2 separate regions of the Arachis hypogaea genome follow, and region 2 is linked to region 1. Evidence: chromatin contacts called from public Hi-C data. All regions are on one chromosome and are shown on one strand. Each heading gives the region's core, a stretch centred on a gene start, on an enhancer-like site or on the middle of the called end of the contact. The rest is flanking DNA. Distances are from core to core; before and after follow the strand shown. Region 1 holds the start of LOC112727766. Region 2 holds the start of LOC112727770 (ribonuclease II, chloroplastic/mitochondrial).

The links. Hi-C and Micro-C count contacts between places; a contact is called where the count stands out from the background.
Region 2: a Hi-C map of leaf shows a contact between it and region 1, with 4 times the contacts expected there. The contact joins the promoter of LOC112727770 here to the promoter of LOC112727766 in region 1. A contact is called at or near these places in 2 of 8 Hi-C or Micro-C datasets (both in leaf).

Annotation. Positions count from the first base shown.
Region 1 is chr12:95,902,346-95,906,458 of arahy.Tifrunner.gnm2.J5K5, reverse strand. It overlaps LOC112727766, which reads left to right and starts at 1,658. Exons shown (of 13, transcript XM_025777665.3): 1 at 1,658-1,937; 2 at 3,484-3,658; 3 at 3,847-3,909; 4 at 4,021-4,113.
Region 2 is chr12:96,136,754-96,140,500 of arahy.Tifrunner.gnm2.J5K5, reverse strand. It overlaps LOC112727770 (ribonuclease II, chloroplastic/mitochondrial), which reads left to right and starts at 1,758. Exons shown (of 14, transcript XM_025777669.3): 1 at 1,758-2,195. The coding sequence starts at 1,930.

The sequences.
Region 1 (4,113 bases), core at 409-2,908:
TAATAAATTTATAATTTCTGATGGCATAAAAAATTATATTTTTATATTCACAAACATTAAATTCTTTGTAATTATAAATATCTAATAAATATAACTATAAATCAAATTTTCATTCAAAATATAAGTATAAATATTCTCTCCAAAATAAAATAAACATAATCCAAAAATAATTATAAATATTGTCTCTAAAATAACATAAACATAATTTAAAATACTCAATTTTTATCTTCATACTCTTGTAAGTTAGGTTGGGAGAAGTTAGGTTTTGGCAAAAAAATTGCAAAAATACCCCCTCACTAAAAAAATCTTAGCCCGGCGGGGAAGCCTGCCCCGCCCCGCCCCGCCAAAGCCCGCGGTTTAAGCGGTGCGAGTTAGGCGGGCTTTTGCTATTTGGCGGTTCCGATTTTTCAGTCCGACCCGCCTTTTTTGGCGGGTTATGCGGGTCGGCCCGGCGGGTTTAGGCCCGTTTGCCACCCCTACCCCCAACCCCCAGTCTCGTCTCTCTTCTCTCTCGACAGTCCCTCACTCACGGCCTCACCCTCACCTCATCACTCTCTCGTCTCTCTCCTCACCTTGTCAGTCGTCACTCTCAGTCTCTCACAGCCTCATCTCGTCACTCTCTCGGTCTCGCACTCGTCTGAGACTGAAGGTCGTCATCATGGTCTCGTGCCCTTGCGTTCACTTTGTCGGCGGCAGAAACAGACAGAACCAGTCAAGCAGCATTTGCTCCCTTGGGTGATGGTGGTGGTCGACTTCTTGTTTCGTCGCGGTCTCGGAACCAGTCAACCAAGTGAGCTCCCTTCAAGTTTTCGACCCTGTTCTTTCTCTGGTTTAGTGTCAATTTTGGTGAAATTATTGTTGTTGAAGTTGAGCAAATTTTAATTAGAATTGTTGTTGAATCTGGTGGTTGTTGATGTTGTATTTGGTTTTTTAGAATTGCTGCTGAACCTGAGCAAATTTCTTTGTTGCTGGATAACATCATTGCTTTGAATTTTGTTGCTGGATAACAGAGTTGAATACTTGAATTGTTGAATTTATTGTTAAATTTGCTGGATAATAAAGGAAATATACTATGCAGAATCCTTGGTGGATTCTATTGCAGATGGAAACTTTTTTAGGCCTGAATATAAACTAAACTCTGAATTCTGTGGGAGTTCTGTGATTACATCTTGCACTTCATTATTAAATATTGTTCTAGTGTAAAATTTGGAATTAAGTAACATGAAAAAATTGCATTTTGAGCCTGCAACTCAGTTGGATCTAATAGGCATTCTCAAACATAAAATTAGAAGGATATTTAAATGAATTGTTTCAAGTCCTCTGTTGATATCCATAGCAAGACCAATTTTGCCTACATTTGATGGGTTGGTGTTACTTTAAAAAATTTGAATGTTTCTGAATATTTTAAAAACTAGGCTAGATCGGCCGGTCAAATTGGTTCAATCAGAAACCAACGTGTAGAATGATCCGATTCTTCTCCTAAAACCGTTGATCCTCAAACCGTTCTGAAACCGTTAAACCGGTCGGCAATAGGCCGGTTGGATTGGATTGAAAACCGACCGATTCGTGTGAAACGACGTCGTTTTCCCTATTTTTTTTTAAAAAAAACAAAAAACAAAATCCCCCCACCCGGTTAACCCCCCCCCCCCCCCCCCACACACACACCAAACACTCCCTTTGAAACAGGTAGCCCTAAGGATCCCCAGACCAAAAACCCACCTTCGTCGCCGGAACCGCCGCCGCCGTCCGTGGTTGTCGGCGTCTTCGCGGCCTCCTCCTTCCCCTTTCCCAAACGCATACGGCCAGAGCTTCTCTTCTAGCTCGGCACGTCATCCATTCCGCCGGTGGAGTCGCTGTTCGAGGCTTCCAGCTGCTGCGCCGTCATCTCGCTGTCGTGTCGCCGTCGCCTCGCCGTTGACGTCCTGCTGTAATGGAAGGTTAGTGGCACTGTGATTTCTGTTGAGTACTTGGATTATTGAATTTGAATGTCTCTGAAGTCTGAATGAGTGATTTTTGATTTTGAATGTCTCTGATTACTTGATTAGTGATTTGTATTTTGAATCTGAAATTTGTGATAACTGATAAGTGATTTGTTCTGCTGCTGTTGCCGATTTTAAATTTATGTTAGTTCTTAGTAAACTCATAACCATTGAATTGTGGCGTTTTCCCTCAAATTAATTTTGGTTCATGTGAGGTAATTGGTGTTTAGGGTACAAAGTGGAAACCTGCGACCTCCCAAGTGGAAACCTGTCTTTAAAATGACAAATATACTCAAAATGTTGTATGAGATAAGCTTACTGTTCATTTATGCAAAATCTACGTCAACTTGAATACATATATTCTACCAAGAAGCTTTGCTTTGCTTTTATTTTTATAATTTTATATATTTATTTAATTATGACCGGTCTACCGGGTGAACTAGTGACTCATCGGCTGAACCAGTGACCCGGTGACCCGATCGTATGATTGGGTTGATTACCGGTTCAGTTCTGATAACTATGGGTCTCTCACACCTTTTTTTGGGCAAATATTGGTGGGAAAGTTTGGTTACCGGCTCCTTTTTGTGACCAATAAAAATCTATTGACCCCTCAATAGATTGATAGATACTATTATTACCATGCCAATGAGTGAGATATATGTGTATATATATATATATATATATATATATAGGCAAAGATTGCAACATGTTATATCTTTTCTTTATTATTTATGGTTGTATTATGAGGCATATGTTGAGCATTTAAGCAACATGTAACCCTAATACCGTATTCCTCAAGTCAAATTAAAGTTGATTGCCTTTGACTTTGTTTTAAGGGGAAAAAAGTTGTCACAAGAAAAAACATTTTATGAATTCTTATTGTTCTTCACAATTAATATAATGATGCATGTATATTCACATCGTATAGTGTAAATGTGAGTGAAAGTTGAGATATTTATGCATTGATCTAGAAGGGAGAAATATGTTTGGAAAATTTTAAAGTGTACTGGTATTAAAATTTACTGAAACACCAGTGTACCGATATATTTGAAAGCTTTCCAATATATTTTAAGGGACCCGTTTTGCAAGCAGAATATTAGAAAGATATAAAAGCCCATCAAAGATTGAAATTTGAAAGAGCATGCTTCTTCACTTTACCACTTATCTCATTCAAACTCTCCTCTCTGCTATGCACAAACCCTATCAACCTTAACCTGCAGTTAACAAACACCAACATTGGATGTCAACGACCCTTTAGATTTCGAGTTAGAGGATGAATTTCTCAAACCCGCGCCCAAAGTTAGCAATAAAAGGTACCCTTTTCCCTCTTCAAAGTTTTTATTTTGAACTTTTCTTTTTTGTGGTTACGGGGAATTTTTAGGGTTTAATAGTTTCTATTATCTAACTTCAAAAACCAAGTACATGATTTGATTTGGATTACTTAGGGTTGGGTCGGTAAATGTTGCTTACTACTAACTTATGGAAAATTTTGAGTCTGGATTAGGAGAAAGAAGGTTATTGGGTTGGATGATCTTCTTACTGATCATTTAAAACAACAGAATGAGAAGGAAAATCCAAACACGAAAAAGGCTAAGAAGGATGCCTGTTCCTATGATGATGATGATGAAGATCTCAGGGAAGCTTACTTGACAAAACTTGTTGAGAAGTGTGAAAATCAGGCAAAATAGTTTATTCCCCTTGTTCTTATTTTTGTAATGTTTTACCTTTCATTGTTATTATTTTGCCTTTATTTCTTCATTGTCGATTACTACTTAGGTTTTAATGGTTTTATTCCACTTGGAGGGAAAAGTCTTGTTATTTTCATTGTCTGTCATTCAGTAGCAATTGCTTGGATTGTTCTGTGCAGTTGAACGATTTTGGTGAAGAAGAAGATATTCCTCTCTGGGGAGTGAAAGTTTTTGGAGATAAGGTTATTATACTAACTCAATTCTCTGATATCATCTATCATCTATGTATGGCTTGCTGTTGGTTTTAAGCTTGGATGTATGAGAATAGGGATGTTTCTTTTCATGAGATGCAGAAGACCTTTTCGCCGCTGGAATTTCCTGAGCTTGGAAGTTGCAACCTCCTGCAGTCATTTTTGAACAGTGAGCTGAATTCTGTGGTGGAATTG
Region 2 (3,747 bases), core at 509-3,008, 230 kb before region 1:
AACTCCTGAAAATATTCCAACAATTATAAAAGCTCTAAAAAAAGAGTTTGAAATGAAAGATCTTGGAAAGACTAAATTTTGTCTTGGCCTGCAGATCGAGCATACAAAAAATGGGATCTTTATTCATCAAACAACATACACAGAAAAAGATCTTGAAGAGATTTTATATGGACAAGTCATATCCATTAAATATCCCAATGATCGTAAGGTTTTTGGATGTGGAAAAGGATCAATTCCGTCCTAAAGAAGAAAATGAAGATATCCTTGGTTCTGAAGTATCATATCTTAGTGTCATTGGAGCGCTAATGTATCTTGCTAATAATACACAACCCAATATATCATTTGCTGTGAATTTGTTAACAAGATATAGTTCCTCTTCAACCAGAAGACATTGGAATGAAATCAAACAAATCTTTCGATATCTTCATGGAACGGTTGATATGAAATTGTTTTATCCATATGAATACAAGTCACAACTAATTGGTTATGCAGATGTAAGATACTTGTCTGATCCATACAAAGAGAGATCTCAAACAGGATATCTGTTCACATATGGTGGTACAGCTATATCATGGAGGTTCACAAAACAGACGACTGCAGCAACATCCTCTAATCATGCTGAAATACTAGCAATACATGAAGCTAGTTGCGAGTGTTTTTGGCTCAGGAGTTTGATCCAATATATTCTGTCATCATGTAAACTAATTGATCATAAGATAGCTCCTACTGTCCTGTTTGAAGATAATACAGCATGCATTGCTTAACTTAAGGGTGGATACATCAAAGATGATAGAATAAAACATATTTCTCCCAAATTCTTCTTTACTCATGATATTCAAAATCAAGGAACAATTGATGTCTAACAGATCCACTCGAGCGATAATCTGGTAGACTTATTTATAAAGTCACTTCCAAAATCCTTCTTTGAAAAATTGGTACATCAGATTGGGATGCGCCGATTTCGAGATATTAAATGATGTCGATTGAACTTTTTTACCCTTGGTCAGGTTTTTTCCCATTGGGTTTTTCTTAACAAAGTTTTTAATGAGGCAGTTCCCATTACAAAGGATTTTGTACTCTTTTTCCTTTACTAAAGTTTTTTTTTTCCATTAGATTTTTCTTTAGTAAGGTTTTAATGAGGCATAATCCTAAATGGACATCAAGAGAGAGTGTTGTGATAAGGTTGATTATGTGGATGTCCATTCTCAAGAGAGAATGAATTTAATAACGTTGAAAATATAACATTTTGTATGTGTATAAATAGGAGGTTAAGCCTCCGTTAATAACACACACAATAGTAACAATAAAATCACTCTCTCCTTTTCATATACTGATCCTCTCTCTCTTATAAATAAGTTGCAACATATATATATATATATATATATATATATATATATATATATATATATATATATATATAAACCATCTCTATTATATTAAGATAATTATATTGGTGAATATTAATACTAAAGTTATCTATTTACGCTTCTTTATTATATATCTATTTTCTCTTTCTTATTTATTTATTTTACAATAAATACTTTTTAATATTACTTCCTCAAAAATTCAAGGACTAAAATTTAATTATAAAAATTAAATGATTAACTTTGTCTTTTTTACAATTAACAATTTTGTTAGTATAAAATAATTTTCTTGAAATTATGGGACTAAAATATAATCTAATCAGAGAAACTAAATTGTACACTAGATATCCTTGGAAATCAAAAGGAAAATATTGTTTTAGAAAAAAAAAAATTGTAGAAAAACTGAAAAAGGAAGAAGATAAATTCATAAAGGAGAAGCAACAAGCCAGCAATAGTCCAAACGCCAAGTCCATCCATTGAAGTTCTACTACATCCCCAATTGCTAAATGCTCTGAGCCTTGCTATTCTTCTCTTTTCACTCTTCTTTCACCTCTTAACCGTTATCATGGCGGTTAGAGCAGTGAACACCTGCTTCCTCTTCCGTTCATCTTCTCCTCCTCTCCGCTTCTCCTCCTCCTCCTCCTCCTGCCGCCGCACTCTCCGCTGCTGCTGCTGCTCCTCATCCCCAGCATTCGTCCCTCGGCCGCCCTCCTCCAATTATGGCGCCTGCCTTCTCCAACGCCGCTCCGTCTACACTCTCTTCGACAGCGTCATGGAAGAGCTCCGTGCCATGCGGAAACGCCGCAACAATAGAATCTCCGCTGCTTCCAAGTAAAAACCCTTGCCTCATTTTTCGCTTCTGTGTGTTTGGATTTACCTAATTATTAAGTTATGCTTAAGAGTACTGTAAATGATAAGGGAACGGTACTAGAATGGTGGTTGTCATGAAATGCGATGAATTAAATACTTGTTCAATAAACGTTTTCTTTAACGAAATGACAAAGAAATCTGAGGAGTGAAGTGGACTAGATTTTGCACTCTTAAGTCTTCATCATGTTTGGATGTGACTATATAATTGGATGAGATCATAATAAAAGTATTACTGTATTCAAATCAGATGCTGAAGACTAGAGAGTACACTATCTACTTCTTGAATTGTCTGCACCAGTATTGTGGACTTAAAAAAATAAGATAATGATCAAATGCGAATAATAGTCCCCTGACTAAGGTGGCAGCTACCAAGGGTGTATGCACCTTACATATTATTTTTATTTTTTATTTTTGGGATAAAAGAAGAATTTCATTAGGATTCGGAGAAGGATAATACAAATTGGGGATAAGAGTTCCCTTATATAAAAGCAAAGCAAAAAAAAAAGGGATTTATCTATAGAAGAGAGAATTTCATTAATGTATTGATGGAACACTACAAAGGAGTGGAGGAAAAAAGTTCCTCCAAACCAAAGGAAATACAAATAAGACCACAAACTTCAATGAACTGTAGCTTTCCAATCTTTCATCATGTCCAAGAGGGAAAGTCCTCTGTAAAACCATATGCTTTACACCATATAGATACTAAACGCCTAATTCTATCCCAAATAGCAACTTCTCTTGCGAATCTATTGTTAAAAGTGTGTAGATTGTGATTGCTTTCTAGCTAAATACTCCAAATAGTGGAATATATTGCACATTGCCACAAAAATTTAGCCTCTTTCTTTCTCCCAAAATCAGCAAACCTCATCAAAAGAAACTGATCTAGTGATGCGGGGCACACTGGGCAAACCCAAGATTCTCTAAACATTCCAAACAAAGAACTCCACAAAGAATCAGCCATAGGACAATGTAAAAACAAATGTCAGACCATTTCTGAATATCCCTAATACATTACACACATTTGGTGATATAGCCTTATGTGAATATGAGGTCTTCTGACTAGTAAATTGTTATTGGCGTTAATTCTGTTAGGCATAGCAGTCCAAATAAAGGATTTGAATTTTGACTTTAAAGGGAGCTTTAGATTTCAATATTTGTTTATCAAGGGTTGGTATAGAGATTGAAAATAAACTTTACGGGTATACTGACCCGATGAATCAAGATATCATAATCTTTTGACAGGAGTAGAAGATAAAGGGGCATTTCAAGTAGACTAAAAAGGTTACCTAATTCAATGGGCTCACCATCACTAAGATTTCTAAAGTGAAAGTTCCAAGAATAGGAAAATCCCTTATTGAATAGAAATCCCTAATAGGAATGTTATGTAAAACTGATAAGCAATAAAGACGAGGAACTAAAAGGAGCATCTCATAGCCAATAATCTACCAGAAAGAGAAAGTGAGATCCATCCCCTACTTTTGAAGAAAGAAAAGATATCAAAGTAGCATAACCA